Regions from separate parts of the Zea mays genome. Here all the other regions are linked to region 2. A link is a contact called in public Hi-C data. All regions are on one chromosome and are shown on one strand. Each heading gives the region's core, a stretch centred on a gene start, on an enhancer-like site or on the middle of the called end of the contact. The rest is flanking DNA. Distances are from core to core; before and after follow the strand shown.

Evidence for each region. A called contact is a pair of places that touch in the nucleus more often than the background predicts.
Region 1: a contact with region 2 is called in a Hi-C map of leaf, with 5 times the contacts expected there. The contact joins the promoter of LOC103654948 here to the promoter of LOC109946117 in region 2. A contact is called at or near these places in 10 of 25 Hi-C or Micro-C datasets (bundle sheath, ear, endosperm and 5 more).
Region 3: a Hi-C map of leaf shows a contact between it and region 2, with 4 times the contacts expected there. The contact joins the promoter of LOC100191181 here to the promoter of LOC109946117 in region 2. A contact is called at or near these places in 3 of 25 Hi-C or Micro-C datasets (ear, leaf and tassel).

Annotation. Positions count from the first base shown.
Region 1 is chr4:247,465,080-247,469,380 of Zm-B73-REFERENCE-NAM-5.0, reverse strand. It overlaps LOC103654948 (light-harvesting complex-like protein 3 isotype 2, chloroplastic), which reads right to left and starts at 2,027. Exons shown (of 3, transcript XM_008681752.4): 1 at 1,382-2,027; 2 at 1,133-1,270; 3 at 568-1,024. The coding sequence starts at 1,859. The coding sequence ends at 777. LOC100192494 (RNA polymerase II transcription factor B subunit 4) reads left to right here. Exons shown (of 11, transcript NM_001137714.3): 11 at 376-615. The coding sequence ends at 433.
Region 2 is chr4:247,199,918-247,204,278 of Zm-B73-REFERENCE-NAM-5.0, reverse strand. LOC109946117 (anthocyanidin 5,3-O-glucosyltransferase) reads right to left here and starts at 2,670. Exons shown (of 1, transcript XM_035967572.1): 1 at 1,681-2,670. The coding sequence starts at 2,644. The coding sequence ends at 1,760. LOC100274389 reads left to right here. Exons shown (of 6, transcript NM_001148749.2): 5 at 3,780-3,861; 6 at 3,993-4,361.
Region 3 is chr4:247,667,268-247,671,763 of Zm-B73-REFERENCE-NAM-5.0, reverse strand. LOC100191181 reads right to left here and starts at 1,598. Exons shown (of 7, transcript NM_001136616.2): 1 at 1,156-1,598; 2 at 958-1,037; 3 at 670-768; 4 at 477-575; 5 at 212-310; 6 at 24-122. The coding sequence starts at 1,474.

The sequences.
Region 1 (4,301 bases), core at 778-3,277, 270 kb before region 2:
TTGGTTAGGAAAGAAACAAGAAGATGCTTAACAAGTTTTCTCCTGATTTTCCTTTCATGTCTGAATAATTTTACTCTGACTTGCAGTGTCATTTTCCCTTATGTTTTGTACAAACCTTGTGTATAATTTAGAAAATCTCAATTTCAGTTATCCTTTGCAGTTTATATAAGCAGACCACAAAAGTGTCTTGTCCAGCAGTTTCTACAACTAATTTAGTTTTTAGCATATGTTAGCATTTGTCTTTTATACTAGACTACTAGTGATTTTGTGTTGCTGCTTGCAAAACGATTCTATGAAGATACTTGTATAAGCTGTTGTTTTCCTCTGGTACAATAGATCTAGTCACGGGACTTCATTTGCCTGCTTTGGTTGCAGGTCAGAATTCAGTCGTGCCATGCCTGATTTGAACTCCGTGCCGGATCAAAGCAAGTAGTGTCCAGTGCGAAGTTAACCCATCAACAGACAACGCTTTTCTCTATGCGTCTCACAGGTTCCTTTCGGACTAGCACCTTCACGTGTGCAGTGTGTACGAGACGTTTCTTTGGTCGATATGTGAATCAATTTCCATGTCTGAATATTATCGGTTTTTTTTTAAAAAAAACTGAAACTGCAGAATTATTTTCCATACAATTTTACAACATGACGTAGATCATTGCGTTTGTCAAAAACAAAAACAAAAAAATTCTCACTACACAGGGAAAACAAGAAGGCCGAGGAAATAGATAAGCTACGTAACAAGAAAGCGTTTTGCATTTTTTTTGTACCACAACGCTGAACTAGTTGTTTGGTCCCCCAGCGGAGTCATCTTGCCAGGTCGCCTGCCACTGCCTGTCATAGAACGTGGTCTCGTCGACGAGCTTCTTCAGCGACTCGACGTCCTCGTTTTTCCTGACCAGCAGCACGCCGGCGACGGCGGCGAACAGCAGCGTCTTGCAGAAGAAGTTGCCCATCTGGTCGACGAGGCCCGCGCCCGTCAAGCTGTCCACGAAATAGGCCATGAAGAAGCCGACCATGGCGGCGCGACCTGCATTATTAGACGAGGAGAAGAGCCGCCGGTTCTGAATGCAAGCAAGATCACTGGGCAAAGAAACGCCATATGCACCCGCATCATATTTCAACTGTTTTTTCATACCATTTAGCTTCTCGGCTTCGGGAAGGTGGAAGCGTTTCATCCAAGCCCACCATGGAATAATGGAAGTGGCGAAGACGACAGCCTCGTCTGTGTTAGTCGCCTCCGGATAGTCTTCGAGCCATCTCCTTCTCCTGGCCTCTGGAATCAGAAAAATAAAGATGACTGGCATCAGCGGTCCGTCCCACTCGTTGCAGCAAAACAACAAATGTCTGACCGAGTTTACACAAAGCATGTCCTGAGCCCCCTCACCGGCGTCGATGACGGCGTCCCAGTCGACGCCGCTGCCCTTGTCGAACTTGGCGAGGTCCCAGGTGCCGTTGACCCACCTGGCGTCCCGGAAGGCCGGGACCGGCGCTGGCGCGGGCGGCGGCGGCGGGGCCTCGGACTTGACGGCGGCCCCGTTGGAGGCCGCGGCAAGGGCCGGCTCCGCCTCGTCCCGCTGCTCCACGGGCGGCGCCTCCCCGGAGGCGGTGGCGCAGGCGAGGCGGCGCGGGAAGGGGAGGAGTCCGACGGGCTTTCCGCCCGCCCGCAGGGGCCTGAGGCTGGCGGGACGCGGGGAGAAGGTGGAGGTCGCCATGGCCATGGCGAGCAAAGGGGGGGACGGAGGGCAGTGAAGGAGTGGAAAGTGGATAGACAGGAGAGGAGAGTGTGCGGCCAGGCCGGCAGGTGCCAGTTGGGCTTTGGCCTTTGGGCCATGGTCGAGCCCTCTTTTTGGGTGACGTGGCATGGCCGCGCTGACGTGTCCGGGCCAGGTGGACGGAGCTGTGCGTCCATTGGTTTGTGGCCGGACACAAAAAAAATCTGTGTGGCTGTGGATGCGGAGAGAAACAGAATTTTTGGACTTCAAAATCACGTTAACCGAGCAAAAAGAAAGCAATGAGAAGCAAAGTGCTCATAGTCCAAAATAAAAATGTAATGCCAATGAAACTTAGATCCCGTTTGTTTCCTTTCATTTCGAGGAATTGGAATCTTACTAATGGAATAAGCTATTTTTTTAGAATATGACATTCCACCATTTTCCAAAGTTATCATATAAGCCTATCTCAAATTCATGGGGTGAGAGATGAAAATTGATTCTATAGATTTACATGCTAATTTTTCGATGTACAACTTATAGCACATTCTTCTACTTGCGCCTCTATAACATAAATGTACTATATAACTATCTTTCTCATATGATTTAGGATACTATACAAATATATTACATATATAAATATATAAACTTAATTAGTTTTGTCTAAATTATAATTATTAAAATAGAATTCAATTCCAACGAAACAAACGGGCCCTTACTGTAATTGGTTTGTGCCAAAGGGATACACGCAGCAGAATCTGTCTGCAGGCTATCTTCTGGCTGACTTAATGGGATCAAATTGTGACCGGATTGAGCATCAGTCACAGTTGGCACGTCATCCACAACATGATCATAGTCTTCAGGGGGCGGTCTACTACAACCGGTCGTACCACAACCTCCATGAGTTGCAACTGGGTCTTCATAGCCGAAGTAACATAATTATCCCAATCCAGTTGAGAATCAATTGGGATGACTCGTCTTATGACATTTGGTGGATGGTCAATGTTAAGTACTCTGTCAACCGCAATGTCATCATCTTCATGGTAACCTAGCTTTTGTTTAGTCTTTGAAACACATCACTCAAGGAGGGTCTACCAACAAATAGTACATGCACGTGTCGCATGTCAATGAACTTGGCATTTCCATAGAGATCTTCTTACACATTGCCTCCATGATATAAGCTCATAAAATTGTCCATCTATTTCAAACACGAATTAAACAGTCAATATCCACCATGGATGGTTATTGCCTAACCACAACCCACTAATAACTAGCTACATAACTATAACTATAACCACAACCCACTAAAATACTAACCACCTTATAATTAAGTACTAAATAACTAAGTATAAATTTTGACAGCACCTCCCCTGCATGGGGAGGATACTAAAACCTGCACATTCAACTCACATTCATCATATTCGATCAAATTCGCATTTATCACATTCATTTTCATGATACTCACATTCAACAGACAACTAATTATAGCAACAAATCTAACATGCCTAACAAAAATGCTAACACATTAACTAAAAATACTAACTAAATACTCAAAAAGTTACCTAGACGGGGGGCGGGGGCGGGGTCGGACGACGGCGGCGTGGGGAGGTGAGCCGGGGATAGGGATGAAAATGGGACGGGTACCCGGAACGGGTATCGGATACGGGTACCAAAACGGGACGTAATTTCGGATACGGATACGGGTATTTTGTTTATCGGGACGGATACGGGTATTACCCGGATATTGAATCTCGGATACGGGTAGGATACGGAATCACTAATACCCGGTCAGTACCCGAAAATCCCGGGTCGGATACGGGTACCCGGAATTCGGGTACCCGTTTTTTCTTTTTCTGCATAATATAGTTATAAAATCATAACTTTTACATATGAAATCGGATGAAGATAAAGTTTATATGAAAATTGTAGAGCTTGAAGAGATCTATGACTTTGTAATACATCAATTTTTTGTTTAAACAATATTTTAATGATTTAATTGTATTTTGATGATTTTCTATGACAAGAAATCAATAATACATAAATAGCCTCAAAAAATCGTGAAATTTTATGGAGATACAACATATGTCCATATGTAACCATAAAAAATGTTTGGATCATAAGATCTATAAGATGTCCACGTTTCTTTCCTTTCACTTTCGCTTATTTGTAGGAGTTACATGTGAAATTAGTGTAAGTATCTAAGTTTCAACATAATCAGTACTTCACTTTATCATTTTCATACGAGGACTTGAGTTATCATCATATAAAATGTTTATTAGTTTTTGTAACTTATTTGCAATTTTTTAGTGAAACTAGAATATTTATGAATTTTAAATATTGCGGTGTTGGTTCTACAATGTCCTTGTGATAAGCAACTTTGAACTGCATGATGTCAATTTTACCGGTTTCCTTTCTTACATCTGATCTATCATATACATGATTATGTATTGCTTAACTTATGGATGATTGGACAATTAATATCATCGGATAAACTACCCGACAATTATCCGGTACCTACCCGAGTAGTATCCGTTATCCGTTTCTTACCCGTCCGGATTATTACCCGATCCCGTCCTATATCCGTCCCGAATCTTA
Region 2 (4,361 bases), core at 1,421-3,920:
TTGTTGACAGTGAAGTCCTCTTTTATTCCTTTTCATCATTATTCCTTCGAAAGCAAACTATTGAGGGAACCTCCATTGAATAGAAACTGCTTGTTACAGCAAGGAGAAGATAGGAAGTAATAATATATCAGTGTTGAACTTAGAAATATGTCAGCTCTGGCTATATTTCCTTGTGGGATGTGTTCTCTATTCTCTGTTGTTTCAGCATAGAAGCCATAAGCATTGGAAAAAAAATGAAATGAACAAAGAAACCACAAGAGTGTATCTTTTAATTAATACCTTATTACCTTGAATGATTGTGTTTCATTTTTGTACACCTTTTTTTAGTTTGCCCCAATTCCATTCCTGAAACAGCAACAGCTTTCGTAGGGTTTCTATTTCTTTTTTTTTTCTTCACACTGTTAGATAATCATGTACACTATTTCTCCTTTTCCTATGCTTATGTGTTCATATTTTCATAATAAGTCGTTTTCCTGTTACTCCATCTCTATTTGTTCTTCTATTTCACCCAAGTTTTTCTCTGCAACTAGGTCACTCTGTTGCATTTTAGAATATCCATTCTTATGCCTTCAGAATAGCCGAATAGGCACAGATGCATGGCTCAGAAGTTCAGTGATTGTAGCTTATGTTTCATGTCAACTGTAATGTTGGCAAACTTTATGTAGTTGCCCCTCAACTAACTCAGTTTGGAATAGGCACAGATATACGACTTAGAAGTTCAGTTGTTGTTTCTCAATCCTGATATTTCATGATGGCTACGTGTATCTAATGATACTGACCTGAGACCACCTGTCCACCTTTGTACTACACTTACTTAGACAGTCTTTTAACATCATTGAAGTTTTGATGTTAATGTTGGGAAGTTGTTGACAGTGAAGTCCTCAATTCTTCCTTTTCATCATTATTTCTTCAAAAGCAAACTGTGGAGGTAACCTCCATTGAATAGCAACTGCCTGTCACTGCAAGGAGAAGCTAGGAAGTAACAATATATCGGTGTTGAACTAATAAATATGTCAGTTCTGACTTCTGACTATATTTCTTTGGGTGATGTTTTCTCCGCTCTCTGTTATCTCAGCAAAGAAGCCATTCGCAACAGCAACAGCTTTCTTAGGGTTCCTCTTTTTTCACACTGTTAGATAATCATGTACACTATTTCTTCTTTTCATATGCTTATGTGTCCGTATCTTCATAATAAGTATTTTTTCCTGTTATTCCATCTCTACTTATTCTTCTACTAGGTGAGTGCCCGTACGTTGCAACGGAATCGTATAGATTAAGGCTCTTATTCGTCTCAATCCACATAGATTAAGATAATTTATGGTGTAAATTAATTCTATACGTTCACTCGATCCACATAGATTAAGGCTCTTATTCACCTCAATCCACATAGATTAAGATGATTTATGGTGTAAATTAGTTCTATACTGGATGGTATTGAGTCGATTTAAATCTATAGAAGTCAAAGTCCACCCTAATCCACTCCCATTCACGTGGAATTAGAAGTGGAATTAGAATAATGAGTCTGAGAATACTTACAGCTCCTTATCTCCGTTCCCGTGAATAAATGTTGTACGAACCATTTTGAAATTAGATTTATATAAGCTTGTTCGTTGTGAAAGTCAATTTTTTCACATGTGCCTTCCCAAGAACAATGGCATGACTTAAATACACAATTACACGAACACACATACTCTAGAAATATTTTACTTCATCCGTCTATAGATCGTGACAATACCCGAACAAAAAAGCTTCCATCCGTTCAATAGAACTGGTGATATAAGAACAATGCAATCAGTACCGAACAAGCGTCCTTGCTGCCGAAGCAGAGGAACACGACGCTCCGCTTGGGCTGCGTGTCCAGCCACGCCAGGCACTCGTGCCTCCCGCCGCTCCCCGCCGTGCTGCTGCCGTCGTTGACCAGTGGCCCGACGCAGAAGACCCTCGGCGTCGGGCGGCCGGGCACGCAGACGCCGTCGCCGAGCGCTCTCAGTGCCATGGGCTCCAGCCAGGCGAAGCTGTTGACCAGCACGCCCCTCCCCTCCGGGATGCGGCGGAACTGGTACATCCGGACCTTGATCCGGTCGCTGTCCCTGTCCTGCACCGTCAGCGGCATGTCCATCGCCCGAACCGGCGGCATGCCGGGGCAGCGCACCAGCGCCTCGCTCATGTCCCTGAACGACGGCAGGGTGGGGTAGAGGTACGGCAGGTTGAGGAACATGGCGAGGTCCCCCGCCGCGGAGGCGAAGAAGAAGTAGGCCGGGACGCCGAGCTCCGCCGCGACGTCGAGCGCGTCGACGCAGAACATGTCGAGGATGAGCGCGGTGGCGGGCTGGGACCGGAGCAGGAAGTCCCGGAGCACGGGGTTGGCGAGCCGGAGCGTGTCCAGGTCGCGCTTCACCCAGTCCGCGCCGGCGTCCGGGCTGGCCGGGACCGGCAGGAGGCGGAACGCGATGGCCGGGTTGGCCGCCGCGAGGCGCTCCACCGCGGCGACCGACACGGCGTCGGTGTCCGGCGGGTTGACCACAGCGATGAGCGCGCCGTGGCCGTGGCGCAAGAGGTGCTTGGCCAGCTCCACCATCGGGATCAGGTGGCCCACGCCCAGCGACGGGTAGAGCACGAACGTCCTCTTCTTTCCCGTGACCATGGTGGTGTTGGATCCTGACGTTGCTGGAGCTTGAATTCCTTCGTCAGGCTGGGGATGCTGGAAGGGATAAGATCTGGGGACAGACGCGGGCAAGATCTGGGGGCGAGGAGAGCGGGGGCGCGGCGGGGATTGCGGCCTCGGTGCAGGGAGAGGAGAGCGGGGCGGCGGGGACAGACGCGGGCAAGATCTGGGGGCGAGGAGAGCGGGGGCGCGGCGGGGATTGCGGCCTCGGTGCAGGGAGAGGAGAGCGGGGCGGAGGGATTGCTGCGGTGTCGGGTGGAGCCGTGGTAGACGCCCTCCTTGCGTCCTTATAGAGTAGTAGAGATTTCACCCAAGTTTTTCTCTGCAACTAGGTCACTCTTGCATTTTAGAATATCCATTCTTATGCCTTTACATAGTAATGCATACTTCTCTGCTGCCTTATTTTTACTCCTTTTCCTAATCCATCAGCCTTCACTCAGTCGATATAAATATTTTTGCTATTTCTCTGCATCAACTTCCAGTTAGATGATATGAATGAGTCACTATTTTCATTGAAAAAAAGGAGAAGAACTAGTCACTTTTTTCCTTCTATCAGTCAATATGGGTGACGGTTTCCCTTCAGGATTCTTGTTTGAGCCTATATATATGGTTGTATGCCTAGCGTACCTAGTGCCGTAGGCTTTCCGCACTGTGCGGGGTCCGGGGAAAGGTATCTTTAAGCGCCAAACCTTGCCCGCATAATATGCAGAGGCTAGGGCTCGAACCCGGGACCTTACGGTTATAGACGGTAGGCTCTACCACTGCACCAGGCCCGCCCTTCATTTAGGTCCTAATGGCTGTATGCCTAAGAGAGAGAAAAATCATTTAGGTCCAAATTGCATTGGGAGCTTAGTTAGTAATATTTTGAGATTGTTTTGGAGCATTCATTCCATATACAGTGGTTTGTAGGATGCTTCTCTAATCCTAGATGTTTTGTACATCGATGCGAAGTAAAAGAAATTGTTGATGATCCTGTTAGCAATCAGTAGTTTGAGGCTAGTTCCACTTGCACTGTATCAGATCACTAAATCGGCATGTAACCATAGAGATTATTAGGTTACTCATACCACGCTCTGATGCCCAACCATTAATGTATTGGTATAATGCGACGCAGGGTATACCATGCTCGTCCATTCCACGGCGCAACAAACCTCGAAGAGTTGATCTGTATTATTCAAGCTGGTGCATCCGTGCAGGTAACCATTTTCCTTTGCTTACTTTTCTTGAGGTTGGGAAATAACAAAAGCCAAATAGCCAAAAAAATCCCCTTTTCTTTCTGTGGCACTTCTCTAACTAGGAACTTTCTCTTGAACTGATGTTGGAACAGTGGAATCCAGGAGAGGGAACGGAGGGTCGACAGCTTGTGAGGTGCTCTTGTTCCACCACGAGGACATGGGCATCCCGTACGAGATCGCAAAGCTCGGTATCCGGCAAGGGATGTGGGGATGCGTGAAGAGAATCGAGCCTGGGCTCCGGGCCTATCAGCAAGCCAGGGCTGCAGGGGAGCCGGTGTCACGGAGTGCCCTGATGGCCCAGATCAACACCAAAGTCGGCGACAGCTTTGTCCGGTCGCTGGAGTCCGACAGCGACGGGTCCGAAACCGTGGAAGCGGAAGAGAAGCCTGCGAGGAACCGTGTGGCGAGGTTCCTTGTGCTTGGAGGGGCAGTTGCTCTGGCCTGTACTCTTGACCAAGGGC
Region 3 (4,496 bases), core at 349-2,848, 470 kb before region 2:
TCAGCAAATATATGAAACAATACCTTGGTTCTTCTTGTCTTATCCGCACCATTGACAAGCAAGACCTTAGCTATATCTCTATTCCTACTCTGTATGGCTAAATGGAGTGGTGTCCATCCATCCTGCATGGAAGGGAACATTATTTAAGAGAACATTCACTGCCCTTGGAAAGGCTTGAGATGGTATGAAAATCGGTACACATTTGACTTACATTATCGGCAACATTGACATCAACCTTGTACTTAATCAGTAACTTCACGGTTTGCAGGGCACCAGCTTGAACAGCATAATGTAATGGTGTGGCTCCATCCTGCGCATCAGGCAGACTTAATTCAACATAGAGGGAAAGCATTCTTGTCCCCGACTAACGAAAACCAATGTGACGAGCTAACTTTGCTTCAAAAAGTTTCCCTTCACTCTTTTTGAGGACTTGGACAACAATTGACAAGAAGGGACTATTCCAGGTACCCTCTTACCCTATCTCTAACATGGGGATTTGCCCCTTTTCTTAGGAGATGGCTAATGACAGCCTCTTTTTTCCCTATGACAGCCTTGTGAAGAGAGGTGAAGCCATCCTGTATCAGCAACACTTATGTAGTTAACTATACCTTCGCAGATGGGGTTACTCTGATACAAAAGAAGAATGAAAATCATAAGCACGTAACTTACTCTATCAACTAAGTTGATGTCAACACCGCTGTTCAGAAGCTTGTCCATGAGGGGTATCTGCAGTGCCAACGCGTAGCTATGAAGTGGGTGCCACTTGGGCTACACCAAACAATTCATCAGAAATTAGATTCAACATCCAGTATTTCAGAGAAACAGTTAGATCAATGCATTCATTTGATTCCTGTCAGATTAAGACATCTCAAAATTCAGCAGCAAATCGAGAAATGCATCATCAAACACAAAAGAAAGATGGTTTTTAATATTTTAAGACAGATGGAGGAGCTTAACTGATGATATTCTAGTGACGTCAGGGGTCTCATGCTGGTCCAAAGTAGCCTTTTCTTCAGGCGTTAGGAGAAGCTCGATCTCTAGGCAAACAAAAAATTAGTGGTAGTGTAGAACACAAAGAAGTAGAGCGGATGCCTTCTCAGAGAGTGGACCGAGAAGTAGTAAGGAGTGCATTTGTGTGAGAACATCGAACAATACCTCTCCGGAGGTCCTGTTCTTGCTGCGCCGACGCCTCGAGCCTGTAGGACGGCGAGGAAGATGGGAAACGCAAGGCCCTCCTTTGCTCCGGGCCGTCGTCCTCGTAGTCGCTCCCGGAGCCGTCGTCTGGCTCCTCCCAGAAGACGTCGCCGTCAGAAGCGGCGGCGCGCGGCGGAGGGATCAGGCCCGCGCACAGCAGCCCCGGGAGCGAGCGGCAGAGAGGCGGTGGAGGGCGGGGAGCGGCGGCGCGGTGGGGAGGAGCAAATGGCACGGCGGATGGAGTGCTGGGTGGTGACGCGGTGGCCGCCCACACGAGCATCTCGAGGCAGCCGGCGTCCGGCGACCAAAGCCCCGGTTTTCCCGTCGAGTTCTGGGCACCGGCGGCGGATTTTGGTCGGGTAGCGCGGCGTCACTGCTGCTTGCGTCTGATAGAAATGACGGAGACAGACGACGACTCCGCTGGCCGAGGAGAATATGGGCCGGCTCAAAATGATGTGCTAGGCAGAGCCTGCAGTCCAGCCCAATAGAGAATCGCTGTCCGTTCGGCCCGTCCGTCTCCTCTGTCCTGTCAGCGCGCGTGGAGGAGAGATGCGGGAAAAATTATCACGACTAGTTTAGAAATTTAAATCTACTCCAGAATTTCTGGTAACTAAATTTCCACCAATCACTGCAAATTTTAAATGGGATTTAAGTTCTGAAACTAACCGTTAAGACTTGTTTGGTTGACAGGAAATGGAGGCAGGGCGGAGCCACGATGCAAATTTTATATGGGATTTAAGTTCTGAAACTAATCGTTAAGACTTGTTTGGTTGACAGGAAATGGAGGCAGGGCGGAGCCACGATGCGGACAAAGGGGCCCTTGGCTTCACTTCAATTTTTTATCTTCTTATATATATAACTAGGTAGGTGCCCGTGCGTTGCAACGGAAACATATCGTCGACATAGGGAACGTAGCTCCTAACAATCCTATGTGCAGCGTACCAGAGTGGTTGGTGATGACATTAAACATGGCAGGCGCAGTGTAGGCATCCTTTCCACAATCATAAGACAAAACTAAGATCCAAGCAGTGAAAATTGCAAGGCAGGCAATGGCTTTCTACTTGGAGATTTTAGGAAACATGTATTCTAAATCGTTGTCCCCTTGATCGCCGCTGCCTATTTGCATGCATAAGGAATATAACCTTTTTGTTGGAATGGAGAAAATCTCAAGATTTCAGGCCTTGATCCTTGTAATTAGGGCTGGACGAAATACTCGTGGCTCGCTGGCTCGCTCGGTTAATGGTCAGCTCGGCTCGGCTCGGATCGGCTCGTTTGGATTTTTTCACGAGCTGAGCTGACATCCTAGCTCGGTTCGTTAACGAGCCAGCTCGGTTCGTTAACGAGCCAGCTCGCGAGCTAAACGAGCTAATATATTCCAGCAAAACGAAACTATATGCATATCATTTACATAATAATTGATAAACATGTTATATATATATGAGGTGTCTATGGCCTATGAATTAAACTAATGATTAATGAACTATGTCAATGTGTTAATTTGGTCTATGCAAATATAATTATGGGTTAAACTAATGAACATGTATGTGAATTGTGAATTAATGAGTGATGAATTGTGCTAATTTGGTGTTATATTGACGTGATTTGTGAAACTATGAGTATAATTACTATTTTTTATTGTTAAATTAGTTTGAAATTAACTAAAAAATAATTATTATGTACATTTTATTTTTTTCTGTTCTGGCTCACGAGCTTAACGAGCCAGCTCGAGCTCGTTAACGAGCCGAGCCGAGCTGACTCTGTGGCTCGTTACCTTAACGAGCCGAGCCGAGCTGGCTCGTTAGCTTAACGAGCCAGCTCGAACTCGGACGAGCCGAGCCGAGCTGGCTCGTTATCCACCCCTACTTGTAATAAAAGGAAAAAAATAAAAAATTGTGTACTCGACAAAGCATCAATTACTGGCAACTGCTGAATGATGAGACCAAATGTTTTACTTATAATTTTATGAGCCATCAAAGAACGAAGAGGGGCTTTCTCCCAGATGGCTTAAATTGCCATGTGGTGGCATAATGAACTACCTTATAATATCACGTATGAATAATTGGAGCAGTAGCCATGGTAATCAACAATAGATATAATACCTCTGCTGCCTCACAATCATTTTCTCAAGTTCCTTCATAATGTTGTGACCATATATCTCTAGAACTCTACACAAAAGTGACTCGGCTTGTAAATAACAAACAACTACATGCCTCTTTAGACACCAAACTGAACACAACAAAACAGAGAAGGAACCTTTCAGCTTACCCATGAAGACGACAAACATCAACAGAACCAAGATCAATCACAAATCTGGTCTGCTCCAGGACCTTGTGCTGATAGGGGGGTCTTCATCATCCGCTTCATCGACTTCTCCATGTTAGCACCTAGAAAGGAATATCGGAGAGAAGAGATATGTTCAGGTAGAAGAAGGGTTGAAGAAGGAGATAACAACGAGGAAGACGATCTGATTTGATATCTGATAGCCAAATTCTTCCTATCCCTCCAGAATTCTCACACCAGCCTTATATCTCACCTGCTACCTGCTATTACGCTCAGGCTTACAAGGCTCATTCTAGCCCATATATTCTTATATTATCGCACCACATTACCACATCGAACCCACAACCATCTAGTATACCTAACATTCCCCACTCCTTGAAATACAGCTTGTTCCAAGCGGTCTTTCGCATGACCGCCAGGATCCCAAAGAAAGACGGAGATATTGCCTTGTCCACTGCTAACAGGACCCGGACCAGAGGTAACAAAGCCATCACCAGCAGCAATCCCTGAACCAATGAGATCGAGGCTAGTGACAATGCCAGTGCCAACAAGTCCAACACCAGTGAAAGCAAGGTTCCATTGTGTTATCCTCTCCATTGCAGCGTACCCTCCGGTTGCGAATGCCATGAGTATTGTATTATATGCGTACGCACAAGGCACAACTCTAGCTGTCTCTGTCTGGTTAAACAACTCCTTAGCATCATTTAGCTTCCCTGCCTTGCACAACACCCAAATCATGCTCGTGGTGAAAATGAGAGCCTGAGCATTGCTGATGCTAGCGATAATTGCTAGGATATGCTTGGTTGTTCTCTGGCTCAAGATCGATGAAGATGTGCCCCAACGTGATGAAGTGGTCCCAGCTGCCAGACCTCTGGAAGGACGTCTGGTTCTTGAGCCACCAGAGCAGCCTCAGGCCTGCCGTGTCGTGGTCAGCAGCAGTAGAGTTATTCCCCCACAGGTGGCTGCCGACGTCGAGGCCGCGGATGAAGCAAATCATCGAACACCTGTTGGGCAAGGTGTTG